Regions from separate parts of the Oryctolagus cuniculus genome. Here region 1 is linked to region 2. The links are chromatin contacts, called in public Micro-C maps. All regions are on one chromosome and are shown on one strand. The core of a region is the stretch at or near the end of the contact, and the rest is flanking DNA. Distances in the headings are between cores, read along the strand shown. Region 1 holds the start of NCBP2 (nuclear cap binding protein subunit 2). Region 2 holds the start of FBXO45 (F-box protein 45).

Region 1 (2,928 bases), core at 273-2,772, 340 kb after region 2:
AAGAGTCCAAGATAACCACACCAGTGGCATTCCAGCTTGTAGGGCCATGAGTAGATCCACACCAGCACGCACAGGGCACTGTTCCAGTGGCCCTCACTTCTTCAGTCACTGCTCTACATGTAGTGCTGATCAGTTCTCTTCACTCCAAGAATCACTCTGCATAAGCTGTCCCTGAATGCTCTATAGCGCATTACTTAGAACAACAGTTTTATGTGATCGCATTCAGTGGTAATTAGAGAAATAGCGAAACCATCTAAACTCACACCACAAGAAAACTGAGGGCTGGTGTTTGGCACAGCAGTTAGGACACCCACATCCTGGTCAGACTGCCTGGGCTCAAGCCCTAGCTACGCTTCTGATTCCGGCTTCCTGCTAATACTCACCCTTGGAAGCAATGGGTGAGGCCTCAAGTCACTGAGTTCCTGTCTCCCAGGCATTTGGGGAGTGAACCAATTTCTCAAATAGGAAACCAATTGGACTATGTAATAATATACACTGATTTTTAAAGAAGCAGTCTGGTTCACTCCCCAAATGCCTGCAACAGCCTCCCCCACTCCCCAGCTCGCCTAACGGAACACGAAACACTGCGACACGGTGTTCAATAGTTTCCCTAGTAATTAGGTTATGAGTGCTGCTCTGCCGCAACCTCTGGCCATCCCCGCTGTCACCGGGAAAGCCCATCTCTAAGTATCTGCAGCTGCCCCCTTTCCCCAAAGTATGTTGTAATACAGCCTAAAACCCCCCTTCTGAAATCCAGCATTCTTCCATCTAAACACGCGGGCATCCTCTAGGTGGTCGATCTGCCACCCCACTCCGAACTCTCCCCGACGTTAGAGACAGGACTCAATTTTGTGTCGCCCACCCACCAGTTAGAGCCACTAACAAAAAATTTTAAAAAGGATCCGAAGCGTCAAAGAACACTGGCCGATTATTTAAGACCGGGGGGGGGGGGGGACCGACGGGGGACGGTATGTGTGTCAGAAAGGCGCCTCCACACGCTCCAGCAATGAAAAAGTCTCTCCCCTCATCACAAGTCACTTTCCCGACGCACGGCCTGCAGGAACAGCAGCCAGCGCTGACGACGCCGCTCGAGCCCTCTGCGCCGGCCGCGCACGAGGAGCGGCTGCAAGGCAACGGGAAAGCGAATCTCAAACTCTCTCTCTCGGAAACAGAGTGGGGTCCCCTCCAACATCGCTGCCTCCCCAGCAGGCACCGGGGACCCATGGCCCGTTTCGGGGCAGCAGAAATGTGCAAGAGCAAACCGTTTCTCAGCGTCCTGGCTCAAGGGTCTGCCCGTCGCGCGGCCCGGGCTCCCTCACCCGGAAGTGCTGGTCCCGGTACTGGCTCAGCTCCACGTAGGAGTCACTGCGCAGCGCCTTCAGAAGGCCTCCCGACATAGCTCACACAGCTGCACAACGACGCGCCGACTCCCGAGAACAACCGGACTGGGGCGGCGGCGCGGCAGCAGCGGCGGCGGCGGAAACGGAAACGCGCGGACGCGGCGCACAGTGGGAGTCTCCAGACCAATCCGAGCGCGGCAGTGTCGTCATCAGACGGCGCGGAGGCGGACACAGTCCGCGGCCCAGCGCCGCCGGTCCGGGGACGAGGGAGGCGTGCTCTTGGTTCCGGGACGCTCTCACGAGGATGGTTCTTCGGCGGCTGCTGGCTGTGTTGCTGCACAGCCCGCAGCTGGTGGAGCGGCTGGCCGAGTCTCGGCCCATCCGGCGTGCGGCGCAGCTTACGGCCTTCGCGCTGCTGCAGGCCCAGCTGCGCGGCCAGGACGCGGCCCGCCGTCTGCGGGGCCTCGCGGCGGGGCCCGCCGGCTCGCTGGGTCGTCGCGCCGCGCGATTCCGAGACGCCTTCACACAGGAACTACGCCGTGGCCTCCGGGATCGCCCGGGGACACCACCGGGGAGCCAGAGGGGTCCAGGCGCAAACCCTTGAGCCCGGGCCGAGGTCGCCTACTTTCGCTTCGGGACTGTACAGTGGCTTCGGCGCTGAGGAGTCATCCCGGGAACTGGGCACAGCTTCGAAACCCTGACTCAGATTTCCGGCCTGCAGACGTCCCACTACGAAGAGCCCAGGCCGAACGGACCTCCTCGTTGAAGCCCTGTGACGGGCAGAGCTCCGTGTGGCCAAAGACCCCGAAGCCTGAGGGGCTGCCCCGGGACGCAGCCAGAAAGGGAGCCTGCCCTCTACAAATGGGACAAGAACTCGGGCTAGATATGCGGGGAAGATCATGGATGGAAACACGGCCCTGCAGCTGCCGAAATCCTCTGATTAAATGCGTGAGCTGATTAACCGGCGTGAGTGTGGTGCTTCTCAGACCAGGTGGATTGGGAGGCCTGGGCGCTGTAGGCCGGCACACACAGTGAGTGCTTATTCTGGGCTGGCGCTTGCTAATTGCTCTCAGTGTGGGTTATCACACTTAACTCTTTACAGCGCGTTCGTGGGAGGAAGTGGATATTACTTCTTACGTTGCCCAGAGCCTTACAGAGCGGAATGTGAGTACAGGCATTTGACTCCGGGGCCTAAATCCGTAATCACCACTCTCCACAGCATCTACCCTGCCCCAGTGCCTGTCTTCCTCCACCGCCGTCACCACCAGGCATTAAGACTACCGGGATTCCTGTTCACTTTTGTGGGTCTGGGATACAAACCACTGGTCCAGCTAACGGACCTACAATTAGGATGCAAATTGTGTACAGAAGTGCCCTGTCATTTCCGGCTCTTGATTGGGTGTCTGATGGGCTCTACTTAGGCTACACAATTAATCATTCCGTCTAGGAAGCGTGAAGCCTTTAAATGTAACCGGTACTGACCAAGCATCATAGATTCCAACTGTGTTCCCACGGGGCAGGTTGGAAGGACCTGAGTGACATCGCTGAGGTGGGAGAACACCTGGGCTCCCTCCTCTTCGAGAGTGAG
Region 2 (2,797 bases), core at 283-2,782:
TTACCAGCAGAATTATGACGTGAGCACTTCGCAGGCTCCCCTCACCTTCACTGTTACACGCAGGAAGAAAGATCAGAGCTGCTAACAGCTCGGAGGTCAGTACTCTCAACACTCCTCTGCTTCACTCCTGTCTCCACTCACCCAGTTCCCTTTTCAAGTGCCCATGCCCATAAACCTGCTCATCTTGCATGGTTCTGTACCCCCTTCTCAGATGGACGACTCCAAACCCTGGACGATTTAAAAGAAACACAACTGTCTTTTCAGGTAAAACTTAGTCCAAACTCAAGAAATATCACCTGAAAGAGTCACCACCACTATAGCCGGTATAGGCCAACTCCTCTCTACAGGTTCCAGGTTTCACAAGTTCCTCCTGATGTCAAGCTGGAGATCAATCAAAAACAATTAAAGGGCTGTACCACTGGCATTACCGAGAATGAAAAGAATGTGGGTTACTGAGCTTGGTCAAAAAGACACCAGGAAAGAAGACATCAGCAAGTCATAAAACAAGTAATTACATCAGAGTTTGAAAGCTAGCTGTTCTTCATAGACCAAGAAATGGATTGCACCCACATAAAGGAGGCAAAACACTGGAGCCGACTAGGAAGGATGTTTGCAAACCTATTATTACACTTACCTACCTCATAGAGTTGTTCTGGGAATTAGATTAAAAAATGGGTCAAGGGCCCGACTATCGGGAAGTGCCTGGCTCACATCATGGATCAAGTGGTGGTCACCCTTTTACTAAACGTCCTTAAAATGCTGTCTGGGGGCCACCTAGGGAAACGCAGTATGATCAAATAATGCTCAAACTCTTCTCCTCCCAAGAAAACACCTGTAATTACAGCCTCCACGTCATTCTACTGAAACATTTAATTGAATACTTCGCCCACTGCCTTAATCTGCCTACTAAGTGGTGATCTGGGAAAGACCACATTTTGTCCAAAATACTGTAGCGTTTAATTAGTACTCAAATGGCACTTTAAGTTATCCAGTTTTTTTTTTTTTTTTTTTGGTGTGTGTGGGGGGGCGTGGGATGGTGTTCAGATGTAGCCATCTTACTTTCCGAACGCTAGCTGGGACATCAGTTCTTTTAAGTACCGATACAGGGGGAGAACGACTAGGCCAGGCCAAGAAGAGACTGCCTCAGCTGCCTAGGCTAAAGATAACCATACCGAAGGTGGCGGAACAAGGAACTAGCTACCAAGGCAAGTTTCATGCGTTAAGCTGCCGCGGGAAGCAGAGACCTAACTCTCGCAAGAAACTTCATAAGAAAAGCCACCCAGGAAAGCCGACGCGAGGCTGCTACCACAAAGAGAACAAGCTACTGGAGGAGAGCTCCGAACCCACCGGCGACAGCCTCGTACCTGCGTTTCCCGCTCCCCTCCTCGGCGCCTCGTGATGACCTCACCCGCGAGCGCCCAATCCCATCAAGCGTAGGGCGCGAGGCGCCTCAGCCAAACAGTCACATCCGGGGCCGAGAGGAACCGCGAGCGAGCTGGGCGTGCGCCCTTGCTTCGTGCCCTCAACCCGCATGGCGGAGCCACGGGCGCGCCGCGGGGAGGCCAGGCGAATCGGGCGGTTCCGGCGCCCGGGCTGAGCCGCGGGGGAGGGGCGGGGGACGCCCGTGCAGCCGGTGCGTCTGCCCTCAGTGAGGCGGGGCGCGCGGCGGACGCCCCCGGGCAGGGGCGGGAGCGGTGGTGGCGCCGGCGGTTGGCACTGAAAGGGGCGGTGAGCGAGCTGCTCCGGTGTCAAGGCGAGGCTCGGCCTCTCGCGCAGAGACGGGGGGTAGCGGCGGCGGCGGCGGCCTTCGGGCCGGCTGGTGAGGCGATGGCGGCTCCAGCCCCGGGGGCTGGGGCAGCCTCGGGCGGTGCTGGCTGCAGTGGCGGCGGCGGCGGCGGCGCGGGTGCGAGCTCGGGCTCCGGGTCCGCGGGGGCCGGGGGCCGGCTGCCCAGCCGGGTGCTGGAGTTGGTGTTCTCGTACCTGGAGCTGTCCGAGCTGCGGAGCTGCGCCCTGGTGTGCAAGCACTGGTACCGCTGCCTGCACGGCGACGAGAACAGCGAGGTGTGGCGGAGCCTGTGCGCCCGCAGCCTGGCAGAGGAGGCTCTGCGCACGGACATCCTCTGCAACCTGCCCAGCTACAAGGCCAAGGTGAGGGAACCCCGGGCCACGCCGCTGCCCCTGGCGCGCTCCTTGGCGCCGCTCGCGGTGCTTGCCGCGAAGCTTCTGAGTCAGACGGCTCGCCTCGCCATCCCGCCTTTCCACGCTCGCGTCGGTACCTTCCTCACCCTCCCGCCCCCGCAAAGATCGTCTTTTCTCTGGAATGAAGTTCTTCTCTTTAACCCGCCCCACTTCCGCGATGACTTTTTCAAAGGCGGCATGGTTCCCCATCCCTGATTTCCATCACTCCTTCCACTTTGGACTGACTTTGTTCCTACAGACAGACCACCGCTATTGTTGTGCCTTTCCCTACTCACCCTGTTTCCCCTCTGGCCTCCAGATACTTCTATTATACTAAGTCGTCTCGGTTGCTTTAACCTCGCCTTGATTTCTGAGACCTTTCCAAGCTCTGATCCCTCACCATTTTTTCCTGTATTTTTGCCCAAGTTCTCTTTCGTCCCCTCCACTGTTATTTCAGGCTTATGAGTGAGTGTGCCTGCTAACTTTGAAGATACAGGCACAGCCAGAACCTCCTGCGGCACCACTTAACCGGCGTGGTACTGCCTTGTGGCTGCTCTTAATGGCTGTTGGTTGCCAACTTTTTCATAGTCCCACCTTGGTGTGTCGGGGCTGTGTCCAT

Evidence for each region. A called contact is a pair of places that touch in the nucleus more often than the background predicts.
Region 1: a contact with region 2 is called in a Micro-C map of ear pinna, with 7 times the contacts expected there. The contact joins the promoter of NCBP2 here to the promoter of FBXO45 in region 2. A contact is called at or near these places in 2 of 6 Hi-C or Micro-C datasets (ear pinna and an unstated tissue).

The regions. Positions count from the first base shown.
Region 1 is chr4:83,419,659-83,422,586 of mOryCun1.1, forward strand. It overlaps NCBP2 (nuclear cap binding protein subunit 2), which reads right to left and starts at 1,523. Exons shown (of 4, transcript XM_002716527.5): 1 at 1,320-1,523. The coding sequence starts at 1,397. It overlaps NCBP2AS2 (NCBP2 antisense 2 (head to head)), which reads left to right and starts at 1,541. Exons shown (of 1, transcript XM_051818955.2): 1 at 1,541-2,301. The coding sequence starts at 1,645. The coding sequence ends at 1,944.
Region 2 is chr4:83,074,950-83,077,746 of mOryCun1.1, forward strand. It overlaps FBXO45 (F-box protein 45), which reads left to right and starts at 1,533. Exons shown (of 3, transcript XM_002716530.5): 1 at 1,533-2,148. The coding sequence starts at 1,828. WDR53 (WD repeat domain 53) reads right to left here and starts at 1,503. Exons shown (of 3, transcript XM_017347017.3): 1 at 1,365-1,503.